Regions from separate parts of the Zea mays genome. Here regions 2 and 3 are each linked to region 1. Evidence: chromatin contacts called from public Hi-C data. All regions are on one chromosome and are shown on one strand. Each heading gives the region's core, a stretch centred on a gene start, on an enhancer-like site or on the middle of the called end of the contact. The rest is flanking DNA. Distances are from core to core; before and after follow the strand shown. Region 1 holds the start of LOC100285703 (yfnA). Region 2 holds the start of LOC100286245 (3-isopropylmalate dehydratase small subunit 2). Region 3 holds the start of LOC100216704 (putative dnaJ chaperone family protein).

Region 1 (4,439 bases), core at 1,339-3,838:
AACCCTACCAACCGGATCTCGGTGGCGTCGAACGACATGAAGATAGCACTCGCGATACCGGCTGGGTCTCCACCATCTCTCTCCCTTCCAACGACAACGACATGCTCTGCTCTCGAAGTCTTCCGGAGAACATCAGGAGCACATGCGAGGATACGAGGATAACGGTCGAGCGGTCGAGCGGGTATAGTGTTTCCCTCCATCTAGAGGGATAGAGAAGCAAACGGGAGGGCAGGAGAGGAAGAGGGCGACGTTGAACGGTGGAGGGGATGAACTGTAGCCGCTAGTGGGGGTGAAGTAGCAACTGTTAAAGAGAGTCTAAGACTATCTGCAGTGAGGAACTTCAACTAGTACGCCATGAAGATAGAGTAATATATATGGTAGAAAAATGTTGCAGCGGGCAATTAGGACAACTAATGTAAGTTTCGTGAGGGAATGAGAGATGCCAAATATAGAGTCCATGCAACTCCTACCGCAAGCTGGCTACGATCCTAGGATTTAGAGGCGGTGAAGGTTATTGTGTGGGGACTAGGGATAGAATAGAGTTGAAAAAAATAATATATGGTAGTTGATATAGAGTTGAGATATAAGTTAATATGATTACAGAGGATTGTGATATATGGTAAAGAATCATGCTGAAGGTGGCATAATATTTTCTTTAGATAGAAATTTAGAGTAACGTGAGTATGGATAGCCTAAACTTCCAGTGCAAGAGAGTGACAGAGAGTGACGTATGGAGGGGGCTTTCTACTTGAGTACCAGTACCTACTCCTGGGTGTGCTATGTGCCTAAGTAGAAGATAGGATGGATCGTGTCCAGCAAGTACTCTAAAGCATCTTGAGAAAATTTACGTCCTTTATATCTCCAGCAGCGTCCTCTAAATATAAAGGATACTGTTAGATCATATATATATATATATATATATATATATATATATATATATATATATATATATATATATATATATATATATATATAATTTATCTCGCCTTTCCTCTATCTATTCAATATTTAAAACAACAGATTTAACAAAAAAATATACATTTGAGAGTACGATAAATATGTACGTACAAAAATTGAAAGTAAAATATGTCTCTAATATAGATATTTATGTACAGAGAACGAGATATAGAGAATATTGTTAGAGAAGGAGGAGATATAGAGGAGAGAATTTTTTAAATAATATTATAAAGAATGAATATAGATGATGAATTTAGAGTGAGTGACATGTTGCTGTCGATACATTTATGCTTCTGGCAAGCCGTTTCAAAGCTTTTGGTCGAGCACAGCCGAGCACCTGTTCTCACGCTTACCAGAAGGACCAACGAGCGATCGTGTTCCTCGTTCAATTCCAGTCCCGTCGCTCTCCAGTCTCCACATCAAATTCATGACGATTGTCCGATTCTTTTAGGACGCCAAGCTAGCTGTTCGGTGACCTGAGCGGCTGAGATGGATTCCCAGCGATTCAATCCAGGGAGGCTTGCCGAGCGTCGTTTCGATGCAATCGAGTGCATCCGTTGCTGGATCAGGACATCTAATCCATCATAATTATAGCAGTACTATCCTATGGCTGCCGTAAACGACCCTGCTTCTATTTAGAGTTTTTTTAAAAAAAATATATATAATGTAGTAGATTAGAGACACGATGCCCTCGTTGAGTGGGTCCAACTGTCGTGCGACTGTTTGTATTTGCTCACACGCCTGACTCTTTCAGTTAGGGTTTGGTACGTCGCTCGTATCCATCCACGCCAGCTCCAAGGCAGTAGGCAGCAGCCGTTCTCGTGGCTCCAGACCGCGCGATAGCTGGCTCGCTTGGTCAGTGGAGGAAGTCAGGAAAGGAACAAGAGCCAGCGTGCGCGCGCACACCAAACGACAGCAAGAGACTTTGCTGTTCCAGATTGGAGGCGGAGCTCGGCGCGGCGGCGCTGCAGTCTGCACGACTCTTTCTCCAGCTGCCCATTTTATGGTCGCTCGTCAAAAGGACGGCAAGTCGGCATACGAATACCCGTTGAATGAAACCAGGTCTGGCTGTTGCATGTTCCTTGTTCGGTTGTTCGCCCTTGCGCGGGAGCCATTAACAATTTTACCATTGTCATTTGTAGACTTTATCAGTATGTCATCCGATTTATAAACAAATCAAAATTGAGAGCGACAAAATAGCAAGTTTCTCGCGGGCACGTTGCTGCAGGCTGCTACAGTGCTTCCTGCCTGCCACGAGCGATGCAGTATAGTAGGTGCAAACAAAACAATTTGCTAGTGTAATAAATGACAGTTGGACAGCAGTGCCCAATCCCGTTACGGCCTAATTTGGGTAATTTAGTAATAAAAGAAATTAGAGTGAATTGTAATGTATTATAAGAGTTTTTGATTTATTAGGAATTTATACATTCTCCAATCTCTCTAAACCACTTCAATACTAGATATCCAAACTGAGCACACCGGCTGGAGAGAAATGTACGAAGAAACACCGGAGTAGAACTCGATGGGAGCCCAACCCAACAACTCCGCTGCAGCCCAAGAGCAGAGAATGCCAGCCCAATCACGGTTTTCCTTCCCTCTGACCGACCGACGCCCGGCCGGCGGCGGGGCCACGCGCCCACGCCTCTCCGCATGACGCAAGAGCCGACGTCACTCCTCCCGATCTGGGCGCGGACGCCAACGACGCGACGGCCCAAGTCGCGACGCCACCAGCTCCCCATCCCCTCGGACGCCATGGAGGAAGCTCGCGACCACAGGCTCTCCTCCACCGCCGGCCGCCCCTTCCTCTCTGGCTTCTGCGCCGCGGCGCTCCGACGTAAGCCCCTCGGCGCCCGCGCCTCCGCCGCCGCCGCCGCCACCGGCGAGGGCCTTGTGCGGCAGCTCGGCGTCCTCGACCTCGTGCTGCTCGGGATCGGTGCGTCCATCGGCGCCGGCATATTCGTCGTCACTGGCACCGTCGCCCGCGACGCCGGCCCAGGTCAACCAACCCTACAGCTCCGTACTAATTTGAATCGAAACCAAACACTGCTGCTGCTGCTCGGTCCAGGCCGACATTTGTATAATGTTTATAATGAGAGCAACAACTTGTTGGTTTCATGGCTAAGTAGAAGCAGTGCGATGGCGCAGTGATTTTGGTGGATCGATCATGCTTGTTGTGGAGCACACTTACGGAAGTGCTCGATTTTTTTCGCTACTTCAAATGCCCCAACTGAAGCGTTGCTCTATTTGCCTAAGTAGCGTGTCGTCCTTCGTTTCGCTCCCGTGGAACTTAAACTAACATGAGGGTATAATATAACAGGTGTCACGATCAGTTTTGTTCTTGCTGGAGCTGCGTGCGTGCTCAATGCCCTGTGCTATGCTGAACTGGCGTCTCGGTTGCCTGCTGTGGTTGGGGGAGCATACTTGTACACGTACGCAGCGTTCAATGAGATCACCGCCTTCTTGGTCTTCACTCAGTTGATGGTGGATTACCATATCGGCGCAGCAAGCATTGCTCGCAGCTTAGCAAGCTACTTTATCGAGTTCTTGGAGCTAATCCCGCTCTTGAAGGGCCAAATTCCAAGCTGGGTAGGCCATGGGGAGGAGTTTTTTGGTGGTGTTGTATCAATTAACATACTGGCCCCCGTTCTTCTCATCATCTTAACTGCGATTCTCTGCTATGGTGTCAAAGAATCATCAGCAGTGAACACGTTTATGACAACATTGAAGGTAAGATTGCTTACATGCCCATATTGGGTTTGTGTTTGCTGCAACTTGAACTTGCTCATTGTTGAATTGGCTAGGCGGTATCTTCATGTAACATCATTGTTAGGTAGGTGGCTAGGTATCCTTTTTCCATATGGTACTAGTTGTTCTATGATAAGAGTTTTTTGTGCTTGCAGAAGGCAATGCTTTTTAATGTTAGGTGTTATGTTTCTCAAGATTTAGTTTTCATGTTTGTGAGGTAGAAGGCATATGCACTGTTGTTTACTACTTTGGACTGATGCACCTGTTTCCAAATGCAGATAATCATTGTTATAGTCATTGTATTTGCTGGTGTGTTTGAGGTGGATGTATCAAACTGGTCTCCGTTTATGCCAAATGGTTTCAAATCTGTAGTGACTGGAGCCACAGTAGTCTTTTTTGCATATGTTGGATTTGATGCGGTTGCTAATTCTGCTGAGGAAGCCAAAAGGCCACAGGTAATTCGTATGCTGGATTTATTGCCCTGTCTTTTTATGGCCATATTCTATTTTTTAGTGAATGTCAGTATTCGTTTTTTACATAATCTATAGATTATAAAAGTGTGAAATGCATTCTAACTTCTTCTGCAAACAAAATTTCCAGAGAGACCTACCCATTGGTATACTAGGAAGCCTTATAGCATGTGTGTTGTTATACGTTGCTGTATGCTTGGTCATTACTGGAATGGTTCCATATACATTACTCGGTGAAGATGCTCCTTTGGCTGAGGCTTTTGCTGC
Region 2 (4,439 bases), core at 1,379-3,878, 200 kb before region 1:
TCTAGGAGGGAAACAAACAGGGCCTAAGGCCTAGTTAGATAAGCTAGAGATTGTTAAAAGCTGGCTTGAGAATTGGTAACAGTTGGTGTGGAAGCTGACGTGTTTGATTTGCTACAGCTCTTACCGTGTTTTACCTCTCACAAGCTAGTAAAAGCTGGTGCCTGTGAGATTGTTACAATCTGGGCAGTTGGATTGTATACGTTGAGCTGTTTGGATCAGCTAGAATTCTAAAAAGCCACAACCCAGAAATTCTAGCTGATCCAAACATGACCTAAGTTTAACGCAATGATCTGGAATGGGAGGAGCTTACCCACAGTCAGACTCCAAGTAAATGCTGGTTTGACACATACCAAGTAATGCCATCATGGGATGAAGATCCAACCACAATACGGACCCTCCTCCAGTCATTTTGGGCAGTCTGACCACTGGTGGATCCACCTCCCAAAACGCAAAACCTGCTATGCTAGTGCATTTCCTCTTAACCTCTCTCTGCCAATCCATCATTTTGGGCAGTCTGCCCACTGGTGGATCCACCTCCCAAAACGCAAAAGCTGCTAAGTTAGTGCATTTCCTCTCAACCTCTCCCTGCCAATCCACTAGTTCGATACCGCTCGCAGATCTCTCACCACGCCAACCACCGTAGTTGATCAGACCTGCAGTCTAAGGCCTGCAAACATTTGGAACCCATATGTTCACACGATACACCCAGGTATTGGAGATTCAGGTTAGTGAAGTACAGGACGTGGTCAGGAATTCGTCATGATTGTTGACTGCCATAGCCAATTAGCCATCATTGAGGAATTGGAAACAATATGTACGGGACAAAAGAAAAATACTCCCAAGTTACCGAAGGCTTGTCACAATTTTGCAATATGGCCATTAATTTGTCAAAGTATGGCTCAAGTCAGCTCTAAGTTGATTTTATTACTGCTGACTCAAGGTTGATTAAAACTTTCATCTTTACAATTAAATATATGCAGATCCTCCAGATTCTAATATTCTATGTATGCAGATGGTCACAAGAAATCAGAATTGGTTAAAACTTTGCAACCAGGTTTTCTTCATCTTTAAAGTGGAGTATATGCAGATCCTCCGGATTCTATGTATGTAGAAAGCGACGACAAATCCAAAGAAATACCTGGAATTTTGATCATTGGATTACCCTAAGGATAAAAAAATGCATCCAATAACTGATTGATGACTGTTTTGATAAAGAACATACTATAATTATAGCAATGTGAAACACGTCATCTTTAAATCCCCAAATACTGAACCTCATCTTCAAATTCCAAAAAATATTGTAATTCTAATAGAACTTTAAGTTACTGGGTTGACTCATCAGACAACCATGTGGTTAGCAGAACAATAAGTTTCTAAACAAAAATTCTAATATACATCTCATGTTCTGATTTCAGATGTGGTATGAAATCTGATTAGTTTTTGTCAATAGTTTGATGCTCGATGTGATGTGGTAGTTAAGGAATTTTCTGCCCATAGGTTAATTTGTACACTCCCCACTTCTGTTTTCTTGTGCACAGAAAGTTTCAGGTGTAGTTAAGGAATTTACAGGCATCGAATAATCCAAAGTTTCTAAACAAACCCTGACTGTACCAAAAATAGGTTCCATATGAGCAAGTATCAGTAGGATTCCAACGTGGTCCCTAGTATATGACTGCCACATAGTAGAGTCATATACATTAAACTATCAAACAACGGTGACTAATATGAATCCATTTTATCTCTGAACAACAATTACATGAGGACTAACCTAAGCAGACAGCAACATGTATCGGCAAGGTTCAATTGTATAGCTTGATATGCAGAGGAATAGAACATGAAATACAATTATCTCACCTTTCCCTCATGCAGCAGCTTTCGACGCAATCATTCCTGTCTTCCGGGCGTAGGCAAAGATCCCTCCCGCCTCAATTACAGGGCCAGCATCACCAATTGGTTTCAGCTTGTACTCCTTGCCAGAGGTGTGGTTAATAAAAACGGAGTTAGCAAGGTCCACGGTGACCACATCCCCTGTCTTGCACTCCTTCCAGGCCCCAACGTCCGTGAGCTCCAGAGGGTACACCTCTCCAGTGGCCACGGAGTTGCGAAAAAAGATGCGCGCGTAGCCCTCCGCAACAATGGCGCGTGCGCCAGCGGCCCCAAGCGCGACGGGCGCGTGCTCGCGAGAGGAACCGCACCCGAAGTTGGCTCCGCCGACAATGATGGCGTAGCGGGAGGACTCCTCACCCGGAGCGACGAACGGCGTCGGGTAGGCCGCGGATGGGAGCCCCGCGAAGGCGAAGGAACCGAGCTTGCGGTACTCGTCCGGCTTGGAGGGCACCAGAGTGAGGTGCTCGGCGGGGATGATCTGGTCGGTGTCGATATTGTCGCCCACCACGAAGCACTCGCCGTGGAAAACGGCTGACGACGGCGAGCTGCTGCCCGCCGCGGCAGCAGCGGCCGCGGGGACGATGGACCCAGCGCGGCGGCATTTTAGTGAGTGGAGGCGATGACAGGTGAGCTGGGAGCGCCGGATAAACGCGCTGGTTGGAGCTCGGATTGGGGCTAGAAGCGCTGCCGTGGACACCGCCGTCCCCGACAGAGCCGCCGCCATGATTGGGGAAATGAAATCAGGGGTGGGTCTTAGGGCAAGGGAACGGATCGAATGCTTCAACGCTTACGGGTTAAGGCCCATTATACATTGAGCTGCGGCTGCGTAATTTCGTAAGCGCCACGAAACTAAGCCACGTCGGCCCAGCCCGGATTGACAATCAGTTTCCGTGAACGCCAGGGAACTGTCAGGCGTCCAGCAACCAAAAGAAACTTTTTTTTCTTGATTCTTACTGGGCGAAAGGCTTGTCGTCTCCTTCCGTGTCTTTGAGCCTCTTGGTCATCTTCATCGTATATTATAGACGTTCAAATGAGTCAAATGAGCGGGCGTGCCTGCCCTGCCCGAATTAGCTAGCGGGTCGTGTCGTGTTGGCTCATAGCTCCAAGTGAGGTTCAAGCACGACCCGCTAGGTTAATAATCGTGTCGGGCTGATTCATGGCCTGATAGGTTTAACGGGACCATGACAATATTTTATGTTTAAACGATAAAAATATCTTAAAAAGTATGCATATTTTAGGGTTTATGTTTTATACTCTATATTAAATATAATATAAGTATTTATAGATAAAATAAAAAAATAAAACTAGGTCGTGCCAGGTCTAACCCGTCGTGCCACGCCTTTAGCCCAGGCATGGCCCGGTGACCTGGCCGGACCGGCACAGATCCGATTCACTACGTGACGTGCCGGATTTTGGGCCGCCCGGTCCATCTGGACATCTCTAGCGTATATATCTATATTACTCTATTAAAAATCTAATATGGATATCTGGTGTTACCACAGTTTCATCCTCACAATTTGGCTCGCTCCACGCGGTCCGACTGGTTCTCCTGTCCCGTCGTGCTCTATGGCCCTCACACCCAGCGTCCGCGCAGTGCTCTCTCAGCTACTGCCCTGTGGGCCCCACGCCCGCGCAACTAGCTATCTCGCCAGTCCAGCACTCGACTCTGCCCGCGAGAGCGAGCAATAGAACCCACACCCCCTCCTCCAAATTTTTGGGCTAACCGCTGAACCCCACGTACCATAGTATTTATATTTAAATAATAATTAATTTTAAATAAATGTCTCAATAACTATTTATATAATATATACAAACTGTAACAAAACGAACAACTCGCTAGTGAGCATACAAAATACTATTTTAAATTGTAGACTACACTATTTTAGAGAGTGTGAAGAGTGAGCAACCTCTACATGTTCTATAAGACCAACCAAAAAATAACGCAATCAATAGTACAATCTATCACCCTTAAGTTAGCCATATAAAATTTGTCCATACAATTGAAATTAGACGAGGAAAAAAATGATGACGATGAGTAGTGTTGTATTGTTTTTTACAAAATATGTAATTTTTCTTTGAATTATGTAATTTCTCTTAATTATAGAACGGATGTTTTTTCCAAACAAATTGATGATAAAATTTATGCACTAAGACCTTGTCACTTTTAGTCTCTAAAGAAACAAAGGTGACTAAATGGGGTGTTTGGTTTCTAGGGACTAATGTTTAGTCCCTAGATTTTATTCCATTTTAGTTCCAAAATTGCCAAATATAGAAACTAAAACTTTATTTTAGTTTCTATATTTAGCAATTTATACACTAAAAAGGAATAAAATGAAGGGACTAAACATTAGTCCCTAGAAACCAAACACCCCCAATTGAGATGACTAAACTTTAGCTATTTAGTCACCAATGATTGACTAAAAGGGACTAAAGTAGGATTTTTACCTTATTTGCTCTCCCTACTTTTTTTGGAAAAAATTCTTGTTATGCTATGAGATTGTATACTCATTACTTGTGTGTCACTGAATGATATATAGAGGTATATTTTTGGT
Region 3 (4,439 bases), core at 886-3,385, 180 kb after region 1:
TATAAAATTCTAGGAGAAATAGGTGTTGGACCTACTGACAAGTGGTTAGGTGGGTCTAAGCACTCCGGAGCTGACAAGGGTCAAGTGCACAACAAAATGTTAGGTAGGGAACTATAATGTCTTGTTATTCGTGTCACATTAGGCTAAAAACATGGTATTTATGGGCACCGGGGGACAGGTAGACCTAAGTACAATTATACATTCTCGAATTATTCCATACAATAGAGTTATTACAATACAGTAACCCTATGACTCAACTGCACTGAACATTCATTCTACCCTGCTGAGGGTCTTACAAGTGGGACCATCACCACTTGACGAGAGCGGGGCCCTGTTTGGGAGCGAGCTCGAGGTCTTCATCCTTACAAACACATTTCTCTTCCATCGGGTGTTAAAGGCGGGGGGGGGGCTTTGTTCCGTGAGGCAGGGCCACTCGACTACTCGAGGGCGTCTTCGCTTGGTAATAATGACCTTGCCCGTCGGTGGCGTCGCTGTCAGTGAGCCCCTCTCTTGTGCGGGCCTTCGCATGATCGTAGCCAGCTTCGTTGGTGCTGGTCTGGCGAAGTCCTCGGAGGTGCGAGACCTTGCACTCAAGCTATGGAAAACCTGGCAGCCAAGTTGAAGACCAGCTCAAAGGAGAGCGGTAACGTTGAAGATGACAACACTACCAATAACGTCCCCAACTAGAGGATTAGGGTTGACCTAATGATCTTTTAAGTTATATGATAGTTGAGTCATGTTTGCAGCGAAGTCCTCGGAGGTGTTTCTAGATTGTTACCTCAAATATCTTGTAAAGAACACCTTAAAAATGACTTCTAACATTTCTAGATGTAAATCATCAATGATGACTTCAATACTAATAGCATGTAATAGTTTTTTCTCAACACATAAAGTTGATAGCCTATTTAACATTTCTTTAGACATTGTAGACATTAAATAATTCTTTAATAATTTTAGCTTTGAGAAGTTTTTTCAGTTGATGTCAGAGCTTTTGGTATTGTAAATAATATTCGATAAGAAATAAATATATTGGGATATCAATCTATTTCTCACAAACTAAAAAAACTCCCTAGCAAACATTGATCTATCTAGCAGTGTCATTTGCAATATTCTTAACTCTAATATCAGATTATTTGCAGTCTATTGTGTGTAGGATGTGGCCTGCAAAGCTAGTCGCTAGTCTGAGACATAAGAATGAGGGTTCCTACATCTACTGAGGAGATGGTGCCCTTGAGAATTGGTGTCCCATGGCGGTCGAGCAGTGACCCTCACTGCTTGCTTGCGTTTGTGTCCTATTTGGCCTTCTTCTTCGTCTTGCAGACTTGTGGAGTAGCCTGTACCGCGTAACCCACTTTATCGCTATCGCTCTTTGAGCTCCTCTCTCTAGCTATGTTCGTAGCCCGCGTTTTCGCTTGCGGCTCACCCACTCCAGCGCTCCATCCTGTTCAGCTCCCATACGATGTGCGCTGTGCGGCCGTTTGCCATGGTCCTTCTTAGACTGTCTCTAGCAACTATTCTATTCTATCTTCTATTTTAAATTTTATTTTACAAACAGTATAATCAACAATATAAATCTTCTATTTTAAGCTATCTGTTGTTGTGGAGCGCCTTACGCTCGTGCCGGTGTCGCCATATGCGCCCATGCGGCCGTCCGCCCCTCCCCGTTCAGACAACAGTCCAGACCACTGTCATACTTTATTTTTTTTGGTTGTCCTCCACGACTGCCCATGTTTTTACAACTCAATTCAATACAAAATCCACATACACTAAATTTTATGGTGCATAGAAACATGAGCTGCGAGGTGAATGCGGGCACCCGGCGCACGCACAAGCGAGCAAAAATGGAGTGATAAGGTTACGCACTTTCAGCCTGTACTATGCTGCAACTCAATAAACTTGTACTCCTACTACTTTGTATTGTATGTTTGTTTACATGGGCTTTGGCTAAAATTGTCGGAATGACGCAACCGAGGCAACGGACTGTATTCCCCACCAATCCAGCCCACGTTCTTCTAAAAAAAACAATCCAGCCCACGTACTACGACTCATCCCGTGGCTTGCCGACCTTCCTCAACCGCAACTCTTTTATAGGCGTGTACCGGTCTACGCGCCGTACACGCCTCTACAGATCCAGGCGCTCTTCTGCTGCAGCGCCGCCTCTCGTCCTCCCGGCGTCATCGTCGCCGCCCTGATCTCCGCAGGCCGGCGTGTGGCGGAGATCCATCCGTGCTTGAACTGACTCCTTCCTTAGCTAGTAAGGAAACCCTAGCTCATCTGCATGCATCTTTTGGTTCGTTCTGTGGAATGATCCTTTGTTTGATGTGAGTTGTCAAATCCTTCGACCTGGTGTGATAGCGTCGATCCGTACCGTGTGTTGTGGTTCGTGTTTTGGGCTGCAGCGTAGTAAAAAACTTCCTTTAATTTGAGTATGTGTTCAATTGAACTCCTGTGCCGCTACCCGCTAGTTTGGACTGGTCCGCTCGTGGTTTAGGGCCTGTTTTTCTCCTAGATTATATAAGTTGTATTATGGTGGAAGGGTAGGAGAGTAAAAACACTTTGGGATCACAAATAAGCTGAAATGCTACCCAATACTAGCTTATTTGTGGTTCCAAAGTGATATTTTACCCTCCCACTTTTCCACCATAATCCAACTTATATAATCTAGGAGGGAAACAAACACACCTTAGTTCCTTGTTTTTTGTAAGTCTGGTAAGGCAATGTTATTATTGTAAGTTCACTGCTACAGAGTACCTTCTCTTTTGAAAAGTACTGGCACTTTTTTATCATTTATTATTGTTATTAATCGCTTGAGTTGATTTGAGTTTTCCGTTCATAGCAAGTACCTATTATCAACCATGTTTGGACGCATGCCAAGGAAGAGTAGTAACAATACCAAGTATTACGAGGTTCTTGGTGTGTCTAAGACCGCAAGTCAGGATGAGCTTAAGAAAGCATACAGAAAAGCTGCCATAAAAAACCATCCTGATAAGGGTGGAGACCCTGAGAAGGTTTGTTCTGTCCACATTTGTTCTGTAATATTAGCTTAGTATGTGCAATTGTAGGTGTTCTCATCGCCAGGTTTTCCTTGATGATGAACTTGGCAGTTTAAAGAGCTGTCTCAAGCTTATGATGTTCTTAGTGACCCGGAGAAGAGGGAGATCTATGACCAGTATGGAGAAGATGCCCTTAAGGAAGGAATGGGAGGAGGCAGCAGCAGTGATTTCCATAGCCCTTTCGACATTTTTGAGCAACTTTTTCCGGGTTCTAGCACCTTTGGGGGTAATCAAAATATCTTGTGGTGTTGTTTATATATATCGTTGCTTCATGCTTCCCTTTGGATTAAAATACTACACTGGTTATTTATCGGTTTATGGTTAATAGGTGGTAGCTCAAGAGGACGCAGACAAAAGCGTGGTGAAGATGTGGTGCATACTATGAAGGTTTCCTTAGACGATCTGTACAATGGGACAACCAAGAAACTATCTTTATCGCGGAGTGCTTTGTGCTCCAAGTGCAAGGGGTAAGTTTTTCTTCGTTCTCAATAGGTAAATTGTCTTCTGGTGAACAGTTTTGCTGTGTTGATATGTAGCCAATGCTGCAAATATACTAATGTCTCAACTTTCAAATGATGCATCATTGGCTTAGTGGATTTTTATGTGTGTTCAAAAACCAGACATGAACATTACCACACACACATTGAGTATTTCATGGGAGGGTGGTAGGTATAGCATAGCTTTATTTCACAAGAGGCTTATATTTGCAATTTTCCATGCACTCTAGTTTCTTGTGTTGAATTTGCTCCTCCAGCTTTGGTTGCTGAAAGTAGTGTTTTCTGATCTACAGATAAAGCAACACTGTAGTAGAAATATGACTGGCAGCATAGTTCTTTTGGGTCTATGCAATAATCTTTTTTTTTGAACTTTTAGCCTGCCAAGTTGCTTGTCTGTTATATGATATGTCTGTAAGCTTCTACATTCAACTTTACTTCCCATGGCAACCTTAAATTTTCTTTGTCTACCACATATGATTATTTGAAGTTACAAAAGAGTTATTGTTGTGGCTGGAATTGAATTTTGGTAGATTATTATTGATTTGATATTGACAATGCCGCCCCCTGAAATCCTGTCTCATGAAAACCACCAAGGACCATAAACACATTTTTGTGATATTCTGTTAAATAAATACTCATGTTGCCATTTCACTTTTTTCACTCACCTGTGTATATATATATATATATATATATATATATATATATATATATATATATATATATATATATATATATATATATATATATATATATATATATATATATAGGCTGTTGGTAATAGAAGCCCTGGGCTTCCGATAGACATGGAAAGCCCCAGCCAAGGTAGTGGTCACGCACGTGGTCAGGTCGGGCCAGTGGGCCGCGTGAGTCCGCGCGATTGTGGAGCACG

The links. A called contact is a pair of places that touch in the nucleus more often than the background predicts.
Region 2: a Hi-C map of tassel shows a contact between it and region 1, with 4 times the contacts expected there. The contact joins the promoter of LOC100286245 here to the promoter of LOC100285703 in region 1. A contact is called at or near these places in 6 of 25 Hi-C or Micro-C datasets (ear, endosperm, leaf and 2 more).
Region 3: a Hi-C map of ear shows a contact between it and region 1, with 3 times the contacts expected there. The contact joins the promoter of LOC100216704 here to the promoter of LOC100285703 in region 1. A contact is called at or near these places in 6 of 25 Hi-C or Micro-C datasets (bundle sheath, ear, leaf and 1 more).

The regions. Positions count from the first base shown.
Region 1 is chr5:195,917,996-195,922,434 of Zm-B73-REFERENCE-NAM-5.0, forward strand. It overlaps LOC100285703 (yfnA), which reads left to right and starts at 2,589. Exons shown (of 8, transcript NM_001174808.1): 1 at 2,589-2,953; 2 at 3,275-3,684; 3 at 3,981-4,157; 4 at 4,303-4,439. The coding sequence starts at 2,608.
Region 2 is chr5:195,713,154-195,717,592 of Zm-B73-REFERENCE-NAM-5.0, forward strand. LOC100286245 (3-isopropylmalate dehydratase small subunit 2) reads right to left here and starts at 2,629. Exons shown (of 2, transcript NM_001159133.1): 1 at 1,855-2,629. The coding sequence starts at 2,611. The coding sequence ends at 1,862.
Region 3 is chr5:196,099,078-196,103,516 of Zm-B73-REFERENCE-NAM-5.0, forward strand. It overlaps LOC100216704 (putative dnaJ chaperone family protein), which reads left to right and starts at 2,136. Exons shown (of 8, transcript NM_001143109.1): 1 at 2,136-2,254; 2 at 2,837-3,008; 3 at 3,105-3,279; 4 at 3,382-3,520. The coding sequence starts at 2,856.